4 separate regions of the Mus musculus genome follow, and regions 2, 3 and 4 are each linked to region 1. The links are chromatin contacts, called in public HiChIP or PLAC-seq, Micro-C and capture Hi-C maps. All regions are on one chromosome and are shown on one strand. Each heading gives the region's core, a stretch centred on a gene start, on an enhancer-like site or on the middle of the called end of the contact. The rest is flanking DNA. Distances are from core to core; before and after follow the strand shown.

The links. Hi-C and Micro-C count contacts between places; a contact is called where the count stands out from the background. HiChIP or PLAC-seq counts read pairs in DNA pulled down with a chosen protein or histone mark. Capture Hi-C pulls out chosen DNA fragments and counts their contacts.
Region 2: a contact with region 1 is called in a capture Hi-C map of macrophages, with 3 times the contacts expected there. The contact joins the promoter of Rnase10 here to the promoter of Parp2 in region 1. A contact is called at or near these places in 13 of 39 promoter capture datasets (the 3T3-L1 cell line, 3T3-L1-derived adipocytes, the C10 cell line and 8 more), 8 of 484 Hi-C or Micro-C datasets (the C2C12 cell line, bone marrow-derived macrophages, cerebral cortex and 5 more), 16 of 115 datasets of contacts at active chromatin or transcription factors (the 230-238 cell line, the SCID.adh cell line, bone marrow-derived macrophages and 7 more) and 4 of 9 other capture datasets (adipose tissue, liver, macrophages and 1 more).
Region 3: an H3K27ac HiChIP or PLAC-seq map of embryonic stem cells shows a contact between it and region 1, with 5 read pairs. The contact joins the enhancer-like site here to the promoter of Parp2 in region 1. A contact is called at or near these places in 4 of 39 promoter capture datasets (the C10 cell line, cranial neural crest, embryonic stem cells and 1 more), 2 of 484 Hi-C or Micro-C datasets (bone marrow-derived macrophages and pre-B cells), 6 of 115 datasets of contacts at active chromatin or transcription factors (the 230-238 cell line, craniofacial prominence, embryonic stem cells and 1 more) and 3 of 9 other capture datasets (adipose tissue, liver and pancreatic islet).
Region 4: a Micro-C map of macrophages shows a contact between it and region 1, with 2.9 times the contacts expected there. The contact joins the promoter of Pnp here to the promoter of Parp2 in region 1. A contact is called at or near these places in 9 of 39 promoter capture datasets (the 3T3-L1 cell line, the HPC-7 cell line, the SN4741 cell line and 5 more), 53 of 484 Hi-C or Micro-C datasets (B cells, the Ba/F3 cell line, the C2C12 cell line and 37 more), 29 of 115 datasets of contacts at active chromatin or transcription factors (the 230-238 cell line, CD4 single positive thymocytes, CD8 T cells and 21 more) and 5 of 9 other capture datasets (adipose tissue, bone marrow-derived macrophages, liver and 2 more).

The regions. Positions count from the first base shown.
Region 1 is chr14:50,806,378-50,809,476 of GRCm38.p6, reverse strand. Parp2 (poly (ADP-ribose) polymerase family, member 2) reads right to left here and starts at 1,561. Exons shown (of 16, transcript NM_009632.3): 1 at 1,490-1,561. The coding sequence starts at 1,529. It also overlaps Rpph1.
Region 2 is chr14:51,006,362-51,009,460 of GRCm38.p6, reverse strand. It overlaps Rnase10 (ribonuclease, RNase A family, 10 (non-active)), which reads right to left and starts at 1,532. Exons shown (of 2, transcript NM_029145.3): 1 at 1,389-1,532; 2 at 1-188. The coding sequence starts at 1,494.
Region 3 is chr14:50,978,353-50,981,451 of GRCm38.p6, reverse strand. It overlaps the pseudogene Gm8518. Among named protein-coding and RNA genes, the nearest start is that of Pnp2, 24 kb to the right of the region's middle. Within about 2 kb of position 1,626, at least 15 of the 459 cell types and tissues checked have an H3K27ac peak or open chromatin away from gene starts, as enhancers often do. A contact at or near this core is called in embryonic stem cells, where this site is marked.
Region 4 is chr14:50,942,654-50,945,752 of GRCm38.p6, reverse strand. Pnp (purine-nucleoside phosphorylase) reads right to left here and starts at 1,450. Exons shown (of 6, transcript NM_013632.4): 1 at 1,160-1,450. The coding sequence starts at 1,170. Gm52117 (a long non-coding RNA gene) reads left to right here and starts at 275. Exons shown (of 2, transcript XR_003951131.1): 1 at 275-545; 2 at 1,130-1,605.

The DNA of each region.
Region 1 (3,099 bases), core at 312-2,811:
ATATATTGGCATCTCCTGTAATAAACTTCCAACTTTGGTTCATTTTGCATACTCTTGAAAGTCATTTCTACTTTAAAGGCAAGAATACTAGGTTTGCCTGAGTGGAGGTCTCTGAAAAACTAAGGTTGCTGTCAGAGACAGTAGAGTTGTCTCTGCCCTTGACTGTTAACAAACATAAAACCCAAAACAAACAAAGAAACAAACCCCCAAAGGTTATTGTTTCCTTTTACGTGTATGGGTGTTCTGTCTGTATATGTATGTGTGCCACGTGCATGTCTGGATGTCTGGTGTACCTGGAGGTCTGGGAGGGTGGTTATGACTTGCCATGTGGGATTTTGGAATCAAACTCAGACCCTCTATAAGGGCAACAAGTGTTTTTTTTTTTTTTTGGTTTTGTTTTCTTTTTTTTTTTTTTTTGGTTTTTCGAGACAGGGTTTCTCTGTATAGCCCTGGCTGTCCTGGAGCTCACTTTGTAGACCAGGCTGGCCTCAAACTCAGAAGTCCGCCTGCCTCTGCCTCCCGAGTGCTGGGATTAAAGGCGTGTGCCACCACGCCTGGCTAACAAGTGGTTTTTAACATTGAGCTAACTCTCCAGCTTCTTGACAACCCTCCTCCCCCCACCCCCCTTTTTAAATGACAGGGTCTCTATATAGCCCTGGCTGTCCTGGACCTCACAGAGATCCTCCTGCCTCTGCCTCCCAAGTGCGAGCATTAAAGGTGTGAGCCAACATGCCCACCAGGCTCTCATAATATCCTTTAAAGAAAGAACTTAAAGTAGCTGGAGAGGTGGGTCAGTGATGAAGGAGCTGCCTGATTCTTCCCGAGGCTCTGGGTTTAAGTTCCATCTCTCATATGGCAGACCACAACTGTCAGTAACTCTAGTACGGGGGGTCCAACACTTCCAGGCACATACATGGTGCATATATATATATATATGCAGATAAAATACATAAAGATTAAATAATTTCTAAAGAAATAATTCAACATGCTCTTAATAACTTGCACACCACTCACTGAGCAATACTGCCTAAATTGCTATCCTGATGGGATATTAATAATAGGATAAAATAAGTTTACATAGATCTTTACAGTTCATTACATGGGTCTCATAGCCTTTGGTCTCTAATACCTTCCTTCAAACTAGACCACTTCATCATGGTCATCAGTAAAGTGTTCAACGGTCTGGACTGACCAACTTGCTGCCAGCGTTGCTATTTGGAGCTTTAGAACCTGTAAATTCATTGAACTTTAGTTGCCCGAAATATAAAACCGAGACCACAGACACAGTATACGGTCTACAGACACCAATTCTAAGATTCGAATTTTACTTTCTGAAATCGGATGTATCTTAAAAGGTTGACTACAGCTAATCACTTTACTGTAAGCGCTTATCCGTGACCCGCCTCTTTGGACTGAAGTGTAATATGAAAAAGCGAGAGGCTCCCTGTGACACTGGGCCGAGCATTCAGCCTGCGGACTGAGTTCCCACCTCGCCTTCCAGAGCCTGATCTCTGCCGCCGCGGCGCCATCGCTCTTGAAGGACGACGTCATCATCCCTTGCCCGGATGCGCGGGCTTCTTGTCTAGCACAGGAGCCTGGGGTAGAGCGCATGCAAATTACGCGCTGTGCTTTGTGGGAAATCACCCTAAACGAAAAATTTATTCCTCTTTCGAGCCTTATAGTGGCGGCCGGTCTACATCCTGAAAGTGGGCGGAGGAAGCTCATCAGCGGGGCCACGTGCTGAGTGCGTGTCACTCTTCGGCCCCTGGGAAGGTCTGAGACTTGGGCCTCCCGCGGCCCTAACCGGGCTCTCCCCGAGCGGGGAGGTGAGTTCCCAGAGAGCAGGGCTCTACGCTTGGGCAGACTGGGCAGGAGAAGCCCCGAGTCGGGGCGGATGCCTCCCTCGCCGGAGCGGATGCCTCCCTCGCCGGAGCTTGGAACAGACTCACGGCCAGCAGTGCGAGTTCAATGGCTGAGGTGAGGCACCTCCCGGGCCTCATAACCCAATTCAGACTACTCTCCCCCGCCCTCTTTTTTGATCGAGATCCTTTTGGAGTATTGACTCGAAAGGGTTTTATATATTTACTCTGTGTCTCAGCATTCAGTCAGTCATTCATTCATTTTGAACAGTTGTGACTGTATTGACCACAACCCTCTACTATAAAAAGACCAAGCTTGAGAGTTGTTCAAATATGGATTAAACCATAAAAATATAGAAGGGAGTTTGACAACATTTAGTGAAACATGATATGAACCCCCTCCCACTGTTGGATTTTTGGGGCTATACTTTAGCTATTTGTCTAGCAAAAATAAACGTAGTTCATACCTTCATGTAACTTGTTATTGGGAGAATATATATGTAGACTTATTACAAAACCAAAAAAATGAACCTGTAACTGTAATAAGTACTTAGGAAAAGCACATAGTATCATAATAGAGAAACAGGCTGGGAATTCCTCATGAAGTAAATGAGCAGAGTTGAGCTACAGCGAAGAACACTGAGAAAGGAGAAGCAATTGAGATAGGAGTGGAATAGGGCTCATACCAAGCCCAGCTTTCCTTACAAAGGCGCGAAGCTGTGACTTGACTAGTGTGTGGATGCCTCAGATCGATTAATGACCAAAACTGAAAAATAAAACTTTGATTACCATTTCCCGTCCCTCATCTCCTCCAGGTCTCCATCCAACTAACTCCATGTCCTCTTGAGCTTTCTTTAGAAAACAGGCAATTAAATTAAAAAATAAATAAATAAATAAATAAAAAGCACAAGTGATACGTACACAAACACATACAAACTCATTAAAAAAAAAAAAAAAAAAAAAAGCTGGGTGAGCCAGGCAGTGGTGGCGCACACCTTTAATCCCAGCACTTGGGAGGCAGAGACAGGTGGATTTCTGAGTTCGAGACCAGCCTGGTCTACAAAGTGAGTTCCAGGTCAGCCAGGGCTATACAGAGAAACCCTGTACAAAAAAAAAAAAAACAAAAAAAAAAAAAAACAAAACAAAACCTGGGTGTGGTGGCACACACTTTTAATCCCAATACTTGGGAGGCACAGGGAAGCAGATCTCTGAGTTCAAGGCTAACCTGGTCTAGAGGGTA
Region 2 (3,099 bases), core at 283-2,782, 200 kb before region 1:
ACCTTCTGTGGTCCAGATGCCCTCTCCCTCTTCAGTATTCTGGGAGTCACTGGGCCAAAATTCATTCAGTGGCTGATCCTCCAGGACGGCAGCTGCCATGTGAAGGCCCAGGCCCAGCCCCAGCCCTAGGCCTAGCAACAGCAGCAACATCATGAACAACAGATGCACCAGTGTCACCTTCATTTTGCCTGAAGAAGAAGAGGAAAATGAAGGCGTGATGTAGAGATAAACTCTGGCCCCTGCCATGGTTGGCCAACGCCAGCAAAATAGACCTTGAGTACTCCACTGAATTCTCCCCGTTACTCCACCTACCTAAGGAAATGAATCTCTTTCTTGAACACTTCTTCTGCCCCTTCTCCTCACATTCCCCATTCCTGTGTGGGTCTTGAGGATTGGAAAGTGGCTAACAGAAGTGACTGTAAGCTGGTCCTTGTCTGAGTAATCAGTGAGGAAACTTGATGCCACTCCATCCTCTCTAGCCCCCGCCCACCGATTCTTAAACAGAAATTATTCTCGAATCACCAAAGAGAGTAGCTAAGCCAAATGAGTACAGAGAAATTCTTAGAGACAACCTTGCTCTAGGAAGCATTGTGTCCATTTTTATCCCAGATTTATTTTGCTTGTTATTATTACCCTTTTCCCAAAAAGGAATAAAAATGAACTGAAAGAGAAATGGGTTCGTTCTCACTCCTAAAGTAAAGCTGCAGAAATGTGCAGTCAGCCCAGGCCTCTGCTACATCTTGTCATTTGTATTTCTATTTGTGGTTAGGGAAGAAATGCAGTACGGCTTTCTCAGGCTCCAGCTATTTTGGCAGCCGCTCTTGGTTGGGGGCCATCCCAGAACTAAGGCAGGAAGATGTAGCTGAAAGGAAGTTACAGTCTTTGCAGTCAACAGCTCTGGGCTCCAAATTGTTAAACTTGTTATGAAACGTGGAAAGTGCATGCTGTGTGTGAGCAGACTCTGAAGCCGAGGACTCGGGGAAGGGCACGGTTGGCCTTCTTGCTCAACAGTCACCCAGCGCTGAGGAAATCTCACATAGAATTTATCTTGGCCAAAAACTAGCATCCATCATTACAGTGGCAATAACATTACATTGGCACAGCATGTGGAAAATACTGCAGAGTGTGCACACTGGCTGTCATTGACTCAAGTGACTCTGACGTTGTTAGAAGCTTGCCAGAGCAGACTGGTGAGATAAACCAGGAAAGATTTCCTTTAGTAAAAACTTGCCAGAGCTTGTTTTTGTTTTAAAGAAGAGGAGAGAAAGAAATTTCAAGAGAATGAAACTGAATGGGCTGTGGATGTGGCTCAGCTGCTAGAGATCTTGCCTAGAATACATGAGGCCCCGGCTTTGCTCTCTGAGGTACCCGACCCTGACGTGGCTTACCTACACTTGTAAGCAGCTTTAGATAGTCTTGGCTCTTCCTATGTCCCCAGTTCTGCTCTCCTAGAGCGTCCTTCTCTGTGAGCTGTACCCAGAAACTGCTCTCCATACAAGTAGCTATCTCCTTGTGTGCTGAGGGCTTTTAAACACAGCCGGATCTCCTGAACCCATGCCTCTCCCCTTCTTTCCTTCCCAGCACAGAATGGACACACTCAGCTAATGTGTCTTTCTGCTCCCACAAACACTTTGAAGTAAAGAAATTTAAGCAAACGACAGGAAGTATCCTCTACCTGGAAGAACTGCAGACAGTTGTATTCCATCAACTGTTCTACTCTGAGTTCCGCCCACTGACCTGTGGTTTAGAACAGTCTCACCTTGTGCCTGAGTCCCAAGCCTGATTGTCTTGTTTTCTACACATACTGCCTTCAGCCCTTTCCCATCACTTCTGGAATGGTAGTATCTGGCGTCTTGTTTTTATTTTTGTTTGCGGCACCTTTCCAATACTGCTTTTCACATTTTTGCAAGGGTAGCATGACTTCATTTGATTATTTGCAGTGGGGAAAAAAAAATCCAGATTTTGTAAATGTAGTTATTTGGCTCTTGAAAAGGAACATGAAAGCAGAACAACTCATCAATCAGCTCCTACATGTGGTGAACTAAACCAGTGAGGTCACCGTGTCCAATAGATGTTCCTTTCTCCAGCTGAAGGCTGAGCATCTGGGACTGATAAGGCACGGCACAGATCATCTCCAGATGATGACGATGATCATCTCCCGAGACGCATGCTTTCTGTAGTCATTATGCAGGAGACCCAAGTGGTGAGCTCAGAGTTCTGCTGTCTACAGGCTTTGGGGGGGGGGGGAGGTTGTTTTTGTTTTTCCTTTTGTTTGTTTGGTTTTTGGCCTTTTGAGCTACAGTTCATTCTCAAATGGTCAACAAAAGTGTAAGTAGAGACTAAAACCTCACCTTGCTCCCTGCTAAACTAACTGCATTAAGACTGGCACAAAGTCTTCTTCAGGTAAAGGAAAAGGCCTTCTTTGTAAATCACATGAAGGAGCTGCTGCGGTCTGAGGATTCAGATAGATGGTTTTACATTTTAGTTCACTTGCACAGTAGTGACCTCATGTGGCCTTCCGGACTTCTTTACCAGAGGAGGTTAGAATTATTCCCCCAGTTTTATAATAAACTTGAAGCCTTGAGATGTTCAGCGATTAGCAGAATACGGAGGGCGGGGGATGGGTTCCTGCTTTGCCAGCTGCCACCCATTGCTCCTTGTCTTTGTGAACAAAATCTCCAGAAAGAAGCTATGGCTGCAGAGACTGACTGGTTAGAAGTATAGTACTGTGGAGAGACTTACCTTATTACTTTATCTTGGACTAGTTCTAGCCTTCCAGAACTGCCATTTCTTGCCTGTATCTGTGTTGGAACTAACATCTTGTGACTACCAGAAATCTTTTGGAATCTATTGACTTAGCAGAGCACTAGCTTCTACCAGCCCCAGGATATCATCAGATAGCATCTTCCACCTGTAAAACGGCTCCTCCCATTCCACTGCCCCTGCCTCCCTGAGGTACCCACCAATGTATTTTAAATCTGCCTCGATTTCAGCCTTAATCATCCTATAAAACTACCAAGTTCATAAAACAGCTTCTACATTGGAACATGGAATTTGGGCTAACCTAAACCTGTGTTCCTGGCCCACAACCACTCAAAA
Region 3 (3,099 bases), core at 377-2,876, 170 kb before region 1:
CTGCTCTACCAGAACAAACGGCTTCTGTTACCCCTGAGTGCACCTCTTAGTACATGGATTCTACCCACAAACCTCTCTTGCTCCTGTGAGGTTCCTGCCCCCTCCTATCATCTGAGTCACTCAGAGCCTCTATCTCCTGAGGTCAGCCTTACTGAAATGCTGGATTGAAGTTGAGAATTTCTCAGTTGGTTAACTACAAGGTTGCTCTTGCAGGTTTCTCTGGAACCTGCCACAGTCCTCACTCCTACAGATGCAGCTCTTGGATCTCACCCTGAAGCAGGTGGAAAGGAATGGAGGTCTATGAATATGTACTTATTGTAGCAAGTCAGTGACCTTGACATCCCGCTGTGTGTATCAACCCAACCCCAATGTTTTGGATGACTTGATCTGAAATGATATATTTTATACATCACAGGTAAAAAGCTTCTCCATAAAGCCTAATTGGGAATTCTCTAGTCCCTGAGTCAACACATCGGAAAGGTTTTTTTTTGTTTGTTTGTTTGTTTGTTTGTTTGTTTGTTTGTTTTTTGAGACAGGGTTTCTCTGTATAGCTCTGGCTGTCCTGGAACTCACTCTGTAGACCAGGCTGGCCTCGAACTCAGAAATCCGCCTGCCTCTGCCTCCCGAGTGCTGGGATTAAAGGCGTGCGCCACCATGCCCGGCAACACGTCAGAAAGTTATTCAATAACTTTTTAAATTATTATTTAAAAAAAATGTTTATAGGCATAGGAGTTTTACCTATACAGGTCAAAATACTGGGACTGGAGACTGTGAGCTGCCATGTGGATGCTGGGAAATGAGACTAGGTCCTCTGGAAGAATGGCCAGCTCTTCTTCAGCCCCTTCAAGTTCTTTTCTGTAGAGTGTATCTACTCTTCAGTAGCATCTCCTTCCTTTCTTAATGCACCTTCCAACATTCCCAGAAAATCAATGTGGGCCAGGTGCGATGACAGTTATGAACCAGCCTACCTCCATCTTAGGGTTAAAAGCCATCGTATAGTAAACAGGTTCATTCCTGTTTGTGATTAAATCTGTTTCCCAAGGGCTGGGATATGCCTCACCTGTAACCTTAACTACAAATGGTTCTGTACTGCCTGCTCCAGGAAGTGCCAACCATGTCTTTCTTTCAAAAGGTTGTTATGACCACCTTCGTATGACCACATTGTTATGACCACTTGTTATGCTGTTCCTGTAACCCTGCCCATTAGCCCGCCAAATCCCCCATTTAGAAATCCCCTATAACTGAACTATAAAAACCCTTATCTTGCCCATGTCCAGTGTTGACCTCTTAAACCCCAACTTAGGGAGAGGCAGCCAGTATACGTGAATTGAGAAGCTTGTTTTGATTAATTTGCCCATGATGATTTGGGTGGGTGATTTTTCTCCTTGAATCTTTGGGGTTAACACCCCTTGCTTTTAATCCCAGCACTCAGGAGGGTAGAGACACATGGACCTCTGTGAGTTCCAGGCCATCCAGAGCTACATAATGGAACTGGGGACAATACCTTGGGGTGGGGGTGAAAGCAGTGAGGGGGTTGTTGAAATGTAAACAGTCTAAGGCACTCCCTTCCTTGTAGGACATTCAGGAAGGTCATCTGGGAGTGGAGGGTTGAGAGAGGTGCTTAGAAAACAAGGGCAAGGCTGCCAAAACAAGGCACCCAGGGCAACCAAGAGGACAGTGAGCAGTGAAGGGGTTGGTTGAGACTGGAGGCCAGCCAGCCAGCCCAGCACTGAAGTTTAACTGCAGGAGCTAGAAGGGAGGGAGGGAGTCTGGGTCTCCTTTCATGTCTTGGTGAGGTTTGGCCTAGTCCTAACTCAGAATGTTCCAACTTTTCCTTTTTACTGGTTTTTGGTGTGTTGTTGTTGAGTTGTGTTTTTACCAAATATGCTTTTCCCCAGGCATTTGATTTTCCTTGCTCAGTCTATGAAGCTGCCTGCTGCCATGTGGCTAACCTCCAAACCAGCTTAACTCAAATGGCTTTTTCTGTTTTATTCTCACTTTTCCTCTGGGCAGCTACTGAGATCTACAGCTTGGGATGTTTTTCTTTTAGACTCTAAAAAAGTGAATGAACAAACTTTGTCTCTTGTTGACTTTCAGACTTGGTTTGCCTTTTAATTATTTCATTGGTAGAGAAAAGAAACCTGTTCCCGCACCTCCACACAGTAAATGCTGGCAGAGGCTCGTAAGTCTCAGGATGTGAGCCCTGGGCAACCTTCTCCTCTAAGTTCCTACTGCCTACCATCACCGATTTCTCCTGGGCCCTAGCCAGGGTGGAAAGGAGGCAGAGAGAATGGCAAAACCCAGAGGTCTCATCTTAAAATGAACAGCAGATAGTTATGGCACAGCTACTTTAAGTCATTGTAGCCTGGACACAATGATTTATGTCACCCCCAAATTCCATGTTCCAATGTGGAAACAGTTTCATGAAGTTTTATAGTTTCACAGATCAAAGAAAGCCTTAAATCAAAGCAAGTTTAAAACACATTGGTGGGGGAGGTGGGGGGCCTCCGAAAAGATGGCGGCTGCTCCTGCCGGTGTGGGCCGCCTAGAGGAAGAGGCGGAAAGAACGGCTGAAGGCCCTCCGGGAGAAAACCGGGCGCAAGGACAGGGAAGATGGGGAGCCACAGACCAAGCAGCTCAGAGAAGAGGGAGAGGAAGTTGGGAAGCACAGGGGACTCAGGCTCAGGAACTATGTCCCAGAGGATGAAGACCTGAAGAGGAGGCGGGTCCCCCAGGCCAAACCAGTGGCAGTGGAGGAGAAGGTGAAGGAGCAGCTGGAGGCAGCCAAGCCAGAGCCTGTCATTGAGGAAGTGGACCTGGCCAACTTGGCACCCCGGAAACCTGATTGGGATCTCAAGAGAGATGTGGCCAAGAAGCTAGAGAAGCTAGAAAAGCGGACCCAGAGAACCATTGCAGAGCTGATCTGTGAGCGGCTAAAAGGCCAAGAGGACAGCCTGGCCTCTGCAGTGGACGCCACCACCGGACAAGAGGCTTGTAACTCTGACTGACAAGTTCTCCGTGTCCCATCTGATCTGTTCAGCACACACATCCTGTGGGAAGATGGTCTCAGGCAGGGAGGGGGTTAGGCTGGCCAGTACT
Region 4 (3,099 bases), core at 201-2,700, 140 kb before region 1:
GGCAGGAGGATCTCTGCGAGTTTGAGGGTTCCAAAACAGAAGGAAGACAAACCCTGTCTAGTCAGCCTGGACCTTCTCACAGTCCCAAGTCCAATTTTATCACATCATACTGCAAAGATCAAAGATTGCTCCTAGGAGTGGAAGAACGGAGGTGTACACAAATTGAACACAACTAAAAAAGCCTTTTTTTTTCCTTCCAGCCAGGGAGCTTTAAGTATTAGAGACTTAAAGACATGGCAGACCCAGACATTAGTATAACTTGAGCCTAGCCTGGAGGTATAGCAAGACCTTGTCACAAACTGCCACAGAGTATACTATAGGAAGCAAAACAGGACTATAACACAACAGGTTATCCACAATGAAACAGCTAGGTAGGGCAGGGACAGATAGAAGCAATTAAGTAGGCAAGAATTTAGGATGCAGTCCTAAAGGGCCGGAAGTATGAGGCTTGGCCACCTGGCCATGTCCAGCTATAGCTCACAGTCCCCGAGGACACGTCGGACCTGAGATCATCCTAAAGCCACTGTGATCCCTACAGCTCTGCGGTGAGTCAATCTAGGAATTCCCGACCCAAAAGGAAGGGAGTTGACTTTTTTGCTTTTTGTTTTTGTTTTTAAAGTGGGCAGGAAGGTGTGTATAAGTATCTAAGCAGGTCAGTGAATACAGATTTCCCAGCCTTAAAAAGACTCCATTCCTCATTTGTTAATGCGACTTCCAGCTTGGAGGAGAGAGAGTCGCGGAAAATGAGCAATTTTCCCTCTAAAGGAACTGCGGAATTGCACAACAGAATTATCTACTGGGTTACTTGGACCGCTGGAAAGGAAACTTGTGTTATTAAGTAGTCAGGGCTTTCGCCTCCTTCCCCACATACATCCACATACACCATGGAGGCACAATGTTCCTTGTGATGGTGCCTACACTGCGCTAACCTGTTTCTTCCTGCTCCGGGGCGCCCCTACCGCTGGTTCCCGCGCCTGCCTGTCGCGCCAGCCGCCCCACCATTCTGGAGCCCTATGTCTGCCACTGGGCTCTGTGCCAGGCCTCTCTGCATCCCCAACAGACTCGCTCCTTCTCTGGGCCCAGGCTGATAAGTTCCCAGTTCTCAGCTACAGCCCGTCTCTCTCGGCAGAACGCCCGAGTCCCCGGGCCCGGCACTTACTCGTTCTCCATGGAGTCACCGACGGCCACGCCGAAATCCTGCCCTTTCCGCTCCACGGCGACACTGTCTGAGTCAGGTCAAGACTGTTAGTGCACTATTCGCTGGGCCGGCCTTTATATCCTCAGCCCCAGGCTCCAGCCAATGGCAGCGGCCTTGTCTCCATGGTGACACACCCTCATCCAGAGGTGTGGCAGGAAACCTCTCCAGAGTTCTTTTCAAAGAGACCCACTCCTAGTCTAAGGCAACCAGCAGATGAAACCCGCACACAGTCATGATTTCCCAGCCAGAAAAGGAGGCCTGTGCGGAAAGAGAAGCAGGGTAGAGAGCCCCGGAACTGCCTATCTGCAACTCCATTCTCCGCTGCGTTATTGGATAAGAATTTGAAAAGCGAAAAAATTCAATTTTTTTTCATAGATTGCGCAATCTTGAAATAAAATGAAACGAAACAGTGTCTGAGCTGCTTTCGGGAATAGGGAAGCGGTTGCTGGGCGGGTAACAGTGCTGACTAGGAGCCTGCAGGATTTGGGGAAACACTTCGTGACCCAGATAGAAATGAGTTCTAGATGGTAGGCATAGACAGGATGGCAAGATGGCAAGATGGCAAGTTGATTGGACGCACAGTACGGAGTCCAAACAATTCTGCTAACTTTGAGAACTTTTTTTTTTCTTTTTTTTTTTTTTTTCATGACAGAGTTTCTCTGTGTAGCCCTGGTTGTCCTGGAACTCACTCCGTAGAGCAGGCTGGCCTCGAACTCAGAAATCTGCCTGTCTCTGCCTCCCAAGTGCTGGGATCAAAGGTGTGTGTCACCACTGTCTGGCAGAGAACTCTTGTCAAGAAGAAATTTCACATAATAGAAGCACACATTGCTCCCCACCCCCACCCCAGAATTAAACAGTATACTGTGGAAAGTATTTGGCATCTCTTTTCTGTAATCAAACTACATAACCACCTATGCTTCGTTCTTGAAATTCTTTAACTGTTTCTCTCCTGGAAATTTTCTCTCCTGCTTGACAGTTTATACCACAACTCAAGCCACTGTTTTCCAAACCTGTTTTTCTCACTCACTTAAAAAATATTTATTGAGCATTAACTGTGCACCAGTTTTAGTGGAGTGAGCACAAGAGTAAAAATAATTGCTGGAAAGTTCGGTGTGGTGGTATAGACCTTTAATCCCAGTACTCAGGGCCAAATCAGAGGATCTCTGGGTTCCAGGCCACCCTGGACTGTTGGTAATGAGGTTCTGTCTCAGTAGTAGTAGTGTAGTAGTAGTAGTAGTAGTAGTAGTAGTAGTAGTAGTAGTAGTAGTAGCAGCAGCAGCAGCAGAAAGGAAAGAATGATGCAGGAGATTGTATACATTGAGGCTGGCCTGGGCCAGTCTAAGCTGTTTTGTTGTTGTTTCCTCCTCCCCACTCCCTGCCTCTTCCCTTTCACTCTGGTCCTGCTCTCTCCGGCCCATAGGTTTTTTATTTGTTTCTCATTAAGGATGGTTGTGAGCCACCATGTGGTTGCTGGGATTTGAACTCATGACTCCAGAAGAGCAGTCAGTGCTCTTAACTGTTGAGCTATCTCACCGGCCCCTGTTTTATTGTTTTTAAAACCTTTTTGTTTTATTTACTTATTTTTTATTATGTTCATGGTACTTTGCCTGCATGGTACCTATGTGAAAGTGTCAGAGCTCTAGGGATGGGAATCACACACAGGTGTAAGCCTGGATTTGAACTCAGGACTTCCGGAAGAACAACCAGTGCTCTTAACTACTAAGCCATCTCTGCAGCCCTTAATTTTTTTTTTTTTTTGTAGTTTTTGTTTTTGTTTGTTTGGAGTTTTGTTGGTTTTTTGTTGTTGTTGTTGTTTTAAAAACACAGTTTCTCTGTGTAGCTCTGACTGTCCTGAAACTCCCTCCTGAGTGCTGGGATTAAAGGGGTACACCACCACAGCC